2 separate regions of the Mus musculus genome follow, and region 2 is linked to region 1. A link is a contact called in public promoter capture Hi-C data. All regions are on one chromosome and are shown on one strand. Each heading gives the region's core, a stretch centred on a gene start, on an enhancer-like site or on the middle of the called end of the contact. The rest is flanking DNA. Distances are from core to core; before and after follow the strand shown. Region 1 holds the start of C1d (C1D nuclear receptor co-repressor). Region 2 holds the start of Commd1 (COMM domain containing 1).

The links. Promoter capture Hi-C pulls out the DNA fragments that hold promoters and counts their contacts.
Region 2: a contact with region 1 is called in a promoter capture Hi-C map of liver, with 5 times the contacts expected there. The contact joins the promoter of Commd1 here to the promoter of C1d in region 1. A contact is called at or near these places in 1 of 39 promoter capture datasets (liver) and 1 of 484 Hi-C or Micro-C datasets (CD4 T cells).

Annotation. Positions count from the first base shown.
Region 1 is chr11:17,254,867-17,261,718 of GRCm38.p6, reverse strand. C1d (C1D nuclear receptor co-repressor) reads right to left here and starts at 4,172. Exons shown (of 5, transcript NM_020558.4): 1 at 4,061-4,172.
Region 2 is chr11:22,978,109-22,984,960 of GRCm38.p6, reverse strand. It overlaps Commd1 (COMM domain containing 1), which reads left to right and starts at 2,677. Exons shown (of 3, transcript NM_144514.2): 1 at 2,677-2,882. The coding sequence starts at 2,706.

The DNA of each region.
Region 1 (6,852 bases), core at 2,923-5,422:
GCAGCATGAACCTATTGTAAAAAAGTAGTCTTCATAAGTAACAAACCAAAAACTTATATAGGAGCATTATAACAAGGTGGAGAGTGGGGAAGTCACACATTGAGTCTTAGAGTGGATCCAGTCCATGCAGTAACCTGCAGTATCCTGCACAGTTGCTGACCAAACACTCATAAATCTAACATAGTCAACGAAGGCTGAAATTTTGATTATATTACAAATGGCCTTCTTTAAATCACTCTAAATTCACTGGAGGAGGGGCAGGGTAGCTGCTTGGGAATTGAACCAAGGGCCTCATGAATGCTAAGTTGTGCCCTACCACTAAGCTATACGTCTAGCCTCAAAATATAATCTCCTCCATGTTTATCTGATTCTTTAAAATGTATCCACGTGAAAACCCATAGATCAGGTCTAAGTCCAAATAGAGTATACCTGCCACACAAAGGAAAACAGAGTCTCTTTGAATCAATTTAACAAACACGCAGAAACTACACTTAACTCCCCCCAAAAACAGAAGCCGGCCACTGACAAAAGAATCCAAGTAACTAATAAACATAAAAGTACTCAACTTCACCAAAGAAACCGCAAGAACGAGGTCCCACTTTTCATGTGTCAAACAGCATCGAATACAAGCAGAGGTGGCCACCAACAGGCCCTCTTCACCATCAGCAGTTTGATTTAATTAAGCCTTTTTCTGAATTTCATATTCCACTTCAAAATCAGTACATTTACTTCTCGGAAACATAATTTTTCTTTTTTTTTTCATCAAAAATGAACTATTTATTATAGGTACTAGGACTGAAAATAAAATATTGACTGGGTTTATCTATACAAAACTTCACTAACAACTTAATTATGCTTTTTAACTGTCAGTGGACCTGTGGATCTGTGACAGGTGAGGAGTTTAGCCTGATTATTACTCCTAATGGATATGCATGTAAACATTCTCTGTTGTAAACTTCTATTTCAATTTATGATTTGAATTCTATGTGTGAATTTGTGATGAACTTTCACCATGTGATCATGTACTCTGAGAGATGTAAAAGTACTGAGGACAAAGAGAAGAGTGTGAAGAAGAATTTTCTCTTATCCCCCTTTTTCATTCATTCTGATTTCCCTCTTTTCTTAGAGAGCTTTCATAGGAAACTTAGTAAATCGCTATAATGACTTTTCTTTTTTTATGCACAAAATTCTTCAAAAAATTGTATATTTTGTATACTATATTCAAAGACAAAAAAATTAATATAAAATGTGCATAGGCTATGTGCACAGGGCAAATCAAACAGAAATCAAATGTATACAAACTTGTGACAGTCACTGCAACATCTCATACATATTACAAAAATCACTGTGTTTGCCAAATTTGGAAAAATCCCCAAATCCAAAATGTTCCTAAACAGGTGAGACAAGGTATGCACACACCACCTCTCTCAGATGTGAACACAGGTGGAATAAATGTGTCATCTGTACTGTGACATAGCTCAGTGGGTAAAGTCACTTGCAGCCAAGTTTCACAGCCTGAGTTAGATCCGATCCCCAGGATCCTCACGGTGGAAGGAGTCAATCCTTCAGGTTGTCCTCTACACATGTGCACATGTACACGTGCACGCGTACGATGAACGTTATATAATACACCAATATGTATATATACACATATGCACCTTTAAAAGACAAAAGCATCTAATTTTTCCCACACTAAACTGGTTTTGCACGGTGCATTCATTGTCCAAGGACATGGAAAGGTATCACCATGATGGACAGCCTGTAGAGACAACAGTCACACTCCATGACTAGTACTTCCTTTATTCTATACATGTCAGCTCCACCAATTTGTCATTCTTTTAGTATCCATGGCAACAGAAGCTGCATCTCTCAAAAGTGTGTGCAGGTTCTGCACCATAATTCTATTCTTATAATTATGTTTTACACAGCATTACCTTAGAAAACTATAGTGAAATTTATATGTAAATTTTCAATACTACTGTCTTGGCCAAGCAACGATTCTGATGTTACCTGTAATCTTCAGTAAAATCTGAGAACACATTAAGCTTCCTTTTCTAAAGTGTGCTAACCTCTAAAAGCACATCACAGAAGTTAAATGGCTAAGTGGATAAAGCTCATGAGTACTCGCGCTCACACACACACCACCACCACCACCACCACCACCACCACCACCACCACCACCATCACCAAGCTTGAAGACTGGAATTCAGATCTCCTGTGTGTGGAGGGTACCAAAACATGGAATCCCCTAGCAGTCTAGCTGGACTGGCTGGAGTCAATGACTCCCAGCTTCAATAAGAAACCCTGCCTCAATAAACAAAGTGGAGAACAATAGAGAAAAACAGCATCGCTGGGCTTCTACGTACACACATAAGCACATACACTCACATGAGAACACACACCTGCATGAAACCACACATAAACACACAAAAATACATGTGCAAAAGTCTAGCAATAAAAATTATATAAATTACAAGGCTGGAGAGATGGCTCAGCAGTTAAGAGCACTTCTCATCTTCCAGAGAACCCAAGCTTGGTTTCCAGCAGCCAGTTTGGGCAGCTCACAACCATCTGTAAGTCCAGCTCCACTGGGTCCTCTGGCCTCTGCTGACACCCACACACATGTGACAAATACACAGAAAGAGACATGAGCACAAACACATGAATAAATAGAAACATTTTAAAGTACATAAATTACAAGGACCTGTTAAGACTGGAGCCACACCAGAATCAACTTCTAATTTAATGCTTACTTCAACATGTTTTCAAAATGAAAGAAAGAAAGCAGCAAAAACTATCTTCTCAAAAATGTGGGGCTTGTTTTTACAATTACCTCTAAAGTAATAATAATACATAAGGTTGTGATGTAGACAAAATAAATATCAATAAAACTCTTAAAGCTATACTCCATTAGTAGAATGCTCAAAGTACTAGTTCATAATATTAGTTATTATTTAAGAAAGTGGAAATAACAAAGAGGTAATCCACTGTAGACTATTCAGAGCCATACATGAAGAGTCAAATGCTTGCAAACAAGTGCTACTGTTTACCCATAGAACTTTTCAAAGTTAAAAACAAGAGAAAACTGCATCCCTATAGGTACCGGAAAGCATCCACAACATCTCTGATTTGGGAATTTCACTTCTATTACTAGAAAACAACAAAAACTGTTCACACTGTCATCTTATCTTGTAACAAAACAATTCAGTCTATCAATTCCACCATCCAGAAGTAGTTTTCTAAAGTTCAATAAGGATAGCTGTCATTTATAAATAAAAACTAACGTTGATACTTAGTTCTGTCTACTCTTAGTCCAAACAGGTTAATAATTACACCACAGACATCTCACCAGGGCAAATACACCTTTTCCAAGCCAAAACTAAATTGTAGTCAACACATTTTAAGTCATTAACGCTATCTTCCAACAGAAATTTGAGCCACGATGAAATTTTCCCAGATGACACTGAAAAATTCCTCTTAATACAATCCGCTACAGCAGAAAGCTGCCGGCCCGGCCCGGTTTCCCACGCCTTTAATCCTAACACCTAAGAGAGGGAGGCTGATCTCGGAGTTCGAGGCCAGCCTGTTCTACAGATCGAGTTCCAGGACAGCCAGGGCTATACTGAGAAACTGTGTCTCGGAAAAGAAAAAGTAAAATTAAGGAAACCCTTGTTTCAAAAGGGCTAACACTGCCACCGCAAGCATTCCGACCTTGGGCGGAACAGGAAGGGCTGCACGCAAAGTTACTTTTTCCACCTTCCATTTTGTCTCCGTTTAGATTTGGAATCAGCTAGAAGCTGATGGCGTTGGGTGTTTTACTTGTCGCTTTTCAACCTCTGAAAGGCAACGTTAACAGTGGCAGCGAAATGAAGACGGTATTGACAGAGAAACTAAAGGCCAAAGCAAAGCCCGAGAGCCGCCACTGCAGGGACTACGCTAGAAGCGAGCAGTCCCGCTCGGCTCCTCCCAGTCGGCCACAGGACGGACGTGATCCCGGGGTGCGGGAAAAGAGACTGTGACGGGAGCACGACAAGCACCCGAACGCGGTTCTGCACAATACCTCAATACCGTGGACGCCTGTCTCCGGGAAATAGGTCGCACGATGATGACGCCATGACACGGCTTCTGCCTGCCGCCCGTGCGTCTCTCCCGGTCGTGCGCGTGCGCACTTCAGTCCCGAGGCTTGCCCCGCCTCTGTCCATCCAGGAGCTAAGTGCAGTGGTCTGTCTGTCTGTCTGTCTGTCTTTCTTTCTTTCTTCTGTCTGTCTGTCTGTCTTTCTTTCTTTCCTTCTTTCCTTCCTTCCTTCCTTCCTCCCTCCCTCCCTCCCCCCTCTCTCTCTTTCTCTTTTTGACACATTTTTTAATTAACTATTTATTTACATTCCAGGCGTTACCCCCCTCCCGGTCCCCCACCCAGTTCCTCACACCATTCTGCTCCCCATCATCTATCTCCCCATCCCCCATTATTGGGGCCTCAAGACCCTTGGGAATTGGACCCATCTTCTCCAACTGAAGCCAGACTAAGCAGACCTCTGCTACATAGGTCCCAGGAGGCTGGGGAATGGGTGGCACTTGGCTCAGCCCATGTATGCTGCCTGGTTGTTGGCTCAGCCTCTGGGAGCCCCCCGGGGTCCGGGTTGGTTGAGACTGCTGATCTTCCTATGGGGTCACCCTCCCCTTCAGCTCCTTCAACCCTTCCTCTAATCCAACCGTAGGGGTCTCTAACCTCAGTCCGACAATGGTTGGGTGTAAGTATCTGCCTCTTTCTCAATCAGCTGTTGGTAGAGCCTCTCAGAGTGGACAGCCATGCTAGGCAAAGAACTTAAAGGTCTCCCGCCAAGGTGGCAAGATTGGAGTCGAAGGCCCTGGCATTTTGTCTAGATTAGGCTTCTTCAAACTGAATGTTCCTTACACCTTTGTCCATTTCTTTGCTTTGATGGAAGTTGGGTCCCTCCGGACCAAACTGTGCACCTCAGATTAATCTTTGGAGGGGCTTCCCTAATATAGTGCCCGATACCTGGTTAGGTGATAGTTATGAAAAATAGTTTCAAAAATTAAATGAGGGTGTGAAGATATGAAAAGTACAAGTTCATATTTTGTGTTGTTTTTGTTTTTGAATGGGTCTCACTGTGTGATATAGCTGACCTTGAATTCAGGATTATCAGTACTAGGGTTACAGGCCGTGCCATCATTCCTAACTGTGTTCGATAGTTTTATGTCAACTTGGCACAGGTCTCCTGAGTGGAAGGAATCTCAATTAAGAAAATGCCCCATAAGGTCAGGTTGTAGGCAGTCCTGCAAGGCATATCATTAGTGATTGACAGGGGAGGGCCCAGCCAATTATGCATGGTGCCATCCTGGACTGGTGGTCCTAGGCTGTCATAAGAAAGTAGGTTGGGCAAGCCATGAGCTCCTGCCTCCAGGTTCCTGTCCTGTTTGAGTCCCTGCCTTTACTTCCTTAGGCAAGAGCGGTAATATGGAAGAGTAAGCCCTAACCCCTTCCTTCCCCAACTTGCTTTTTGGTTATGGTGTTTCCCTGCCACAATAGAAGCCCTAAAACACTAACAAGGTTTTTTTTTTTTTAATATGTATGTATGTATGATGTTTGTTGTTGTTCTTCTTCTTCCTTCTCCTTCTCCTTCTCCTCCTTCTCCTTCTCTTTCTGCTTCTTCCAAACTGTGCCACCATTCCTAACTTACGTTTTTCGCTTTTTTTTTTTTTTTTTTTTTTTGGTTTTTTTGAGACAGGGTTTCTCTGTGTAGCCCTGGCTGTCCTGGAACTCACTTTGTAGACCAGGCTGGCCTCAAACTCAGAAATTCGCCTGCCTCTGCCTCCCGAGTGCTGGGATTAAAGGCGTGTGCCACCACGCCCGGCGTAACTTACGTTTTTTATTTATTTTTTAAATCTCTGTGTGTATGCCTGCAAGTGCATGTGAACATGCCCTACAAAGGCCAATAAAGAGAACTGGATCCCCTGGAGCTAAAACTACAGGGGGCCATGAGCTGCCTGAAAAGGGTGATGGAGACAGAACCTCAATCACAGAAAGAGCAGAAAGCCCTGTTAACCACTGTGCCATCTGCAGTCCCTAGTTCTTTAAATGATAATTTTTAGTATACATAAATCACATTCAATTGTTGTAACAGGATCAAACAGTACAAAAACTACATATCACTCAATAGTAGCAAACATGAAATACTACATGCCTGTGAAGTCACTTTAAGCAATCATCCTGCGATTCTTAAAGTTCTTAATGTGGTCATGATTTGCTTCTACTTTGCTTTGCAGTTTGCAGAGGTTAGTATATAAAATGTTCTGTTGTCACGCTGTAATAAACCACATAACACAGCAACACTGGTAGGATAAAATACTTTAAAGCTGTTTCAATACAAGGCATTTCTACCATTTGAGTCTCAGCAATGGAAATCTAGTCTTCAGGCTTAGTGATAGACACCTTACCCAGCTGAGTCATCTCATGGGTCCCTCAAATTAAACGTTCATCTAAGATGATATAACACTATATCTTCAGTATTCATCATCAACATCTATGCAGTCCGTTGTCAGTTCCAACAACATCGATCATTTAATATTAACTTTTAAAGTTACTAAATTTCATTTAATTACCACTGAATTACTTGGGGGTATTCTTGTGGATGATAATCAATTACAGATTTGGGGATGAAGAGAGTTGAGACAGGGTTTCTCTGTGCAACCCTGGCTGTCCTGGAACTCACTCTGTAGACCAGGCTAGCCTCAAACTCAGATCTGCCTGCCTCTGCCTCCTGAGTCCTGGGATCAAAGGTGTGTGCTAATTACAGATTTTACACATTGCTGGAGTCACAATTTCCTAGCATT
Region 2 (6,852 bases), core at 1,428-3,927, 5.7 Mb before region 1:
AGAGACACCCACTCCCCCTCCACATACACATACGTAGATTTTTAGGTTTTTTTGTTCGTTTGCTTGCTTGTTTTGTTTTTTGAGACAGAATCTCATGTGCCTAGGAGTGCAAAGAGGCCAGTATATAATAAACCTCTGCCTGGCCTGGAGCTCCCTATGTAGCCCAGCCTGTCTTCAAATTTACAACTGCCTATTTCTACCTCCTGAAGGATGGGATAAAGACATGTGCCACCATACCTGGATTAATAAGGTTTTTTTCAAGATTTATTTATTATTATACATAAGTACACTGTAGCTGACTTCAGACGCACCAGAAGAGGGCGTCAGATCTCATTACCGGTGGTTGTGAGCCACCATGTGGTTGCTGGGATTTGAACTCAGGACCTTTGGAAGGGCAGTCAGTGCTCTTACCTGCTGAGCCATCTTGTTAGCCCCGATCAATAAGGTTTATATCGACATTTTAGACCTAATTAAAACAATTTTTAAAAATAGCCACTGTTTGTGTACTCAAGTCCTCAACACAGTATGAGTTATATATGAAATGAATCTCTGGTCTTTCATATGGATATTTAAAAATTAAAGCAAATTCACTGGAGCTGGAGATGTTGCTTAGTGGTAGAACACCTGCCTAGAACACACATAGCCTTGTGTCTAATCCTCTCAAAACACAACTAAAGTAAAAACTTAAGGGTTCTTTGGAAAGTCAGCTGGGTGGTGCTTTGCTGGAACAAACATGTGAAGGAATGTTTAGCTGAAGCAGACACAGGAGAGGGGATGTTTTACATAAACAAACACATGAAAAGACACACGATAAAAGATTATTTACTAACAATACACATACATTGGTCTGCCTTATATTATATAGTTGAGCTACATTTGTCGGAATGCCATAGAGAGAAAGGTACCAAAAAACTTTTAGTGGTGTACTATAGTTTGTGAGCTGATTGGGTGTGTGTGCTGAGGCAAGAGCTGTGCTCTAGGTGAGACACATGGAGGACACGTGATGTTTGGAGGGCATAAACAGGACTCCAGAGACAGAGCCTGACTTGCTGATGCAGCTAGCTATACAGAACAACCTCTCCCCAAACCTCAAATCCACATCTTTTATGGAGCCACAGTTCCAAACACATCTCCTTAAAAAAAGATGGAGGCATTTGGCTGCCTTGCATGCCTCCTCACCAGTGACATAGCTGTGCTTAAACACACTGCAGTTCATAGTCTATTATACCATTTTCCTTTATTTTAATTTTTTTTTTTTTTTTTTTTGGTTTTTCAAGACAAGGTTTCTCTGTGTAATCCAGGCTGGCCTCACACTCAGAGAATGCCTCTGCCTCCCAAGTTCAGGGATTAAAACCCAGTATGCTATTTTTATTTATTTATTTTGGTCTTTTTGAGACAGGGTTTCTCTGTATAGCCCTGGCTGTCCTGGAACTCACCTTGTAGACCAGGCTGGCCTCGAACTCAGAAAACTGCCTGCCTCTGCCTCCTGAGTGCAGGGATTAAAGGTGTGTGCCACTATGCCCGGGTTTTTATTTTAAATTACAATTAGCTTATACTAATTTTTCCAATTGGGAGCTAATTTACATATTGCAAAACTGTCTTTTAGTGTATACAATTCACTGTGCTTTGGTAAAGGACAAAGCCGTGTAGTTATCACCAGTGGCTGCTCATAGGCATTTTCATCATCTGAAAACAGACTTTGTACCCATTATGTCATTTCCTATTCTTCCCTCCTTCAGTCCTTGACAACTGGATTTTTGTATGGATTTGCTTAATTTAGCAGTAAATAAGATTGTCCAGTTGTCTTTCATGTCTGGCTTCATTCGTTTCACGCATTTTTTTTCTTTTTTTCTTTTTAATTATGTAGGCCTGTCTGTGCACATGAGTACATTGCTGGTGGAAGCTTTCAATTTCTGAGGTTGGAGTTACAGGAGGTTGTAAGTCGCCTAAAGCGAGTGCTGGAAACTGAACTTTGGTCCGCTACAGGAATAGTATACATTCTTAACCATTGAATCTGTCCAGCCCTCATTTAGCACATTTTAAAGGTTCACCTATATTATAGTATCATGCTACACGCTTATTATAGCTGAATATAAGTAAGGGTTTTTTTTTGGGTAATTATGTAGATAAGTATTTACTAATGCGATTCCACTTTAAGAATGAAAATAAGGCTTTGAAAAATAGTGGTTATAGAAATGGAGACCAGACTACTGATAATGGCTAGAAAGACAACGTACGGGTATACACAAAGGAATTAATGCAAGCAAAGAGATCATGTCCTCATGAAGTAGCTACATTTGGGGGGCGTGGGGAAAAGATTATAGAGCTTAGAACTGAGTAGTAGGCACTGCTCATTTAATTGCAAGCTGTAGAATGAGATACAGCCATCGAAGAATTAAGGTGGCATTCTTACGGAGTTACAGTTAGGTATCTCCAGCCAGCGATCGTTCCTTTGAGTGCGCATTTGCACATCGGAGTGAAGAAGGAAACAACAAAAACACAGTGACTCTAAAGGAAACTGAGTGGATTTGGCTGTGGTGGAAGTAGTGGATGTGTGTGGCAGAGCAAACGAGAGAACTGTTTATATCGACTAGTGGAGGAACCCGGCATCGCGTTCCGTGGCTGCCTTTGCCAGCTTTTATGGCCCTTCTCGGCCCCCGTAGCGGACCGGAGCTCAGCCGCTGGGCGGCAGGCCCTCCTTAGCCATGGCGGGCGATCTGGAGGGTGGCAAGTCCCTGAGCGGGCTGCTGAGCGGCCTAGCGCAGAACGCCTTTCACGGACACTCGGGTGTCACGGAGGAGCTGCTGCACAGCCAACTCTATCCGGAAGTGCCACCGGAGGAGTTCCGCCCCTTCCTGGCGAAGATGAGAGGACTTCTCAAGGTACGGTGGTTCCGCCGAGCAGCCCTGCCCTCCTCGCAGCCTCAGGCCCGCCCCCAGCCTCGGGTGCTGCTGTCTTTGGGCGCTCAGCGACCCTCCTGAGCCGTGGAGGTCGCTCTGTTGCGCCCTTGTTTTAGGGACACATAACGGTGAAAACATTGATTTTTTTTTCTCTCCCTCAAGACTTTCTGTGTCTGTAGTATAGATAAGTTTCGAGTTTTTTTCGCCTCGGACTTTGATGTTGCACCGGGCGTTGTAGTGCACTCCTTTAATCTGTGCACTTGGAGAGGCAGAGGCTGGCAGAGAGTTGTGTGAGTTCGAGGCCAGCCTGTTGCACAGAGTTCCAGGGCAGTCAGGGCAATGTGGTGAGACCCTTGTTTAAAGAGAGCGAGAGCGTGCTTGCCAGCTTTCCTGGGTTGTGGAAGTTGGGGAGCGTTAGCATGAGGTGGTTGGTGAGATAAAGGATTGATTAACTGGAGTAAACACCATTAAAGCAGTCGACTCTATGATTTCCAAATGGAACGAAGTATACATCAGACTGTCTCATGAAAACTATTAGAGGGCAACATAACAGGTGAAATTAACTAAAAAGATTTATTTTTATTTTATGTGTATGGGTGCGGTGCCTGCATGTGCACTGGTGGTTGGAACGGTTATAGGCCACCACATGGGTGCTGGAAACCCGGGTCTTCCTCAAGAGCATTATTAGGGCTCTTCTAAGCAGTCTCTCCAGTCCCCCATTCCACCTGGGGTTTGAGATAGGATCTCTTGTAGCCCAGACTAGCCTTGAACTCACGTGTAGTTGATCCACCTTCCACTTCCCAAGTGTTAGAATTTCAAGCAGCTACCACCATCTCCTGCTGTGACCTCTGTGTGTGTGGGTGGCATGGGGTGGGGTACCTTGCACTATCTCACTCTGTGTGGGGGGTGGCGTGTGGGGGGATACCTTGCACTATCACTCTCTACCTATCTTTCCAGACAGAGTCTCTCTCTCACTGTACCTGGAATCCAGTCTCACTGACTGGCTAGAGCAGCCAAGAACTCAAGAGATCTGCTTGTATTTGCTCTCCCAGAGCTTGGGTTACAGAAATAGGGGACCATGCCCAGCCTTTTCATGGGTGCTGGAGAATCAGAACCAGGCCCTAATTGAGCTATCTGCCCAGCTGGCAGCTGGTTCCTGTGACTTTTTTTTTTTTTTCCCCTTGGGTAAGCTGTTATAACTAAAGTGTATTCAAGGTATCTATCATTTATGTAATTACTATTCAATGTATTGTTTTCACAAAGTCTTTATTTTCTGTGTATTGAAGTTTTGCCTGCATGTGTATCTCTGAATGTGTTGGAACTTCTGATGCTGGCGTTACAGACAGTGGTGATCTGTCATGGGGATGCTGGGAATTGAATCTGAATTCTCTGAAAGAATGGCCAGTACACTTAACTGCTGAGCCATCTCTCCAGCTCCTTCACAAAGTCTTTAAAATATGATGTGCATTTTACATTTAAAACATTTTAGTTGCAACTAGCCACATTCGAAATGGTTAAAGTGGCCATATGTGGCTAATGACCACTGTATTAATTCTGATTACAAGCCATGTGGCAGCTTACTCTAGTCTGTCACTCCAGTTCTAGATCTAGCACCTTCTGGTCTTCATGGCCTCAGCTACTCATACAGTGCACTTATATATATGCAGGCAGGCCACTCATACACATAAAATAAAAATCAATACACCTTTAAAAGGTGAAGTGGATGGTGAGGGAGGCAACTCCCTAGGAAAACGCTTGCCGTGAGAGTAGGAAGCCCTGAGTTGGATCCCGGTTCTCAGATAAATGACAGGCATGTTTGGAACCCGGCATTTGTGAGGTGGAAAAAGGCAGATGTTTAGACTTCACTGGCCAGTCGGCCAGCCTAGCCAATTAGTGAGCTCTGGGTTCCGTGAGACCTTGTGCTAGAATTTAAAAATAGGGTTGCGGGCCAGCGAGAGCTTAGCAGGTGAAGCCACTTGCTGTTAAGCTTGACAATCGAAGTCCCTGGAACCCACATGGGAGAAAGAGAGAATTAACTGTGGCAACTTATCCCCTGGCCTACACAATCACTTTTTTTTTTTTTTTTTAAAGAAAAAGCTGGAGAGTGGTAAAGCAGGATGCCTGAATTCAACTTCTTGCCCCCACAGCACATGTACCCATTTACATGTAAGTGGGAGTACCACTGAGGACGCTTGCTGTTGATCTCTTACATCCAAGCGCACACAGATGAGGCGGCAAATTTAATGTGTCTACTTTTTTGTTGGTTTTCAAGACAGTGTTTCACTGTGTAGTTTCAACTGTCTAAACAGCCTAAAACCACACTATTTAAAGTTCCTGTTAAATTTTAACTTGCTACTAAAAATCCTTATTCTTTTATTTATTACATTTATTTTATCATGTTCTCAAGACAGGTCTGTATGTAGCCCTGGCTATCCTGGAGCTTACACTATAGATCAGGCTGGCCTTGAAGATCCACCTGCCTGTGGCTCCCAATGCTGAGATCAAAGGCAACACCACTACCTAATTTTTCTTACAATATTTGAATACGAGAAAAAAAATGCAATTACTTCACAGAAATTGACTGGAATTGCCTCATGCAATGGGAGGAGTCACTTGTGGTAAAGTAGTGTCAGGGTAGCCAGATGTGCCAACACCCTGGAGGGCAGACAGGGCATCTTGAATTGTATGTATTTATGTGTGCCTGTGCATGTGAATGCAGGTTCCTGTAGTGGCTAGAGGTGGTGGATTCCCTGGAACTGGAGCTACAGGTAGTTGTGAGTAGCCTGATGTGGGTTGCTAGGGTCAGAACTCAGGTCCTCTGAGAGACCAGTGCATGCTCTTAGCCACTGAAATATCTCTTGAGCCCCAGATGTCTCTAGTTCTTATAAAAACATAAAGTGAAAATGATTTTTAAGTGGAGAATGCCTATTATTTAAGTTTTATTACATATATTTATTGTGTGCATAGGTCAGAGGATCACACTGAATCCCTTCTCTTCTTCCACTGTATGGAATTGCTTTTGTTTCTGAGACAGGGTCTCATTATGTAATCTTGGCTGGCCTGGAACTCACAGGATCCACTGCGTCTGTCTCCTAAGTGCTGGGATTAATGGTCTGTAATACCAGGTGGTTTGGGGGGAGTCAAGTCCAGATGGTCAGGCTTGGCAGCAGTGTCCTTTCCTGCTGAGCCATCTCATTAGCCCATCCATCTTTAATAAAAGGGAACATACATAGATATATGATGTAAGGGTGTCATAGTATTTACAAGCAGAAGAAACTGTGGACAGAAGGCATTCTTTCTGCCAGATTTTTTTTCCTTTAAACTAAAATCTACTCATTTTATTTTCACAGTTCATGATACAAATGAAACTACTTTAAAAAAAAGTCTCTCTACTCCTAGCCAAAACTCTTCCCTACGCTAGATATGGGGAGAAGTTTGCTTGTCATACCACTATAAAATACTCCGGTGTAGCCCCATGGTCTGAAACAGAAAAGCAGGGAACTGATGATCCCCTGTTCTTACCTGTCTGCCTGCCTGTGCCATGCCATGCCAGGTCAGTGCCATCTCATCACTGGAGGCCTGGACACCAAGGGGATGTGTCTCTCATGGGTGGCCTCATTGGAGGAACAGGTCCCACAGGCATCACCCCAGGAGGAGGGGCTGCTACTGGCATCATGGAGGTGTCTCCCATGTTGGGTGCTTGCATCATACCAGAGTGTGGAGGACCCCGGGGACTGGAGCCAGGTAAGATCTTGGCCCCTTCAGGAGGTGGAACAGAGAATGTAGCAGGAGTGTCTTCCTTGTTGAAATGAAGCTGTCGTTTTTGTCAGCCAGGCTCTGGAAGTAGTCTTTCCCACTCCTCTGTTCCCACCACTGCAGTGTCTTACAGACTGAGTCATGGATAAGATGTGACAACAGTAGTCATAAGAGAACCATCTCTATCCTGCCAGAC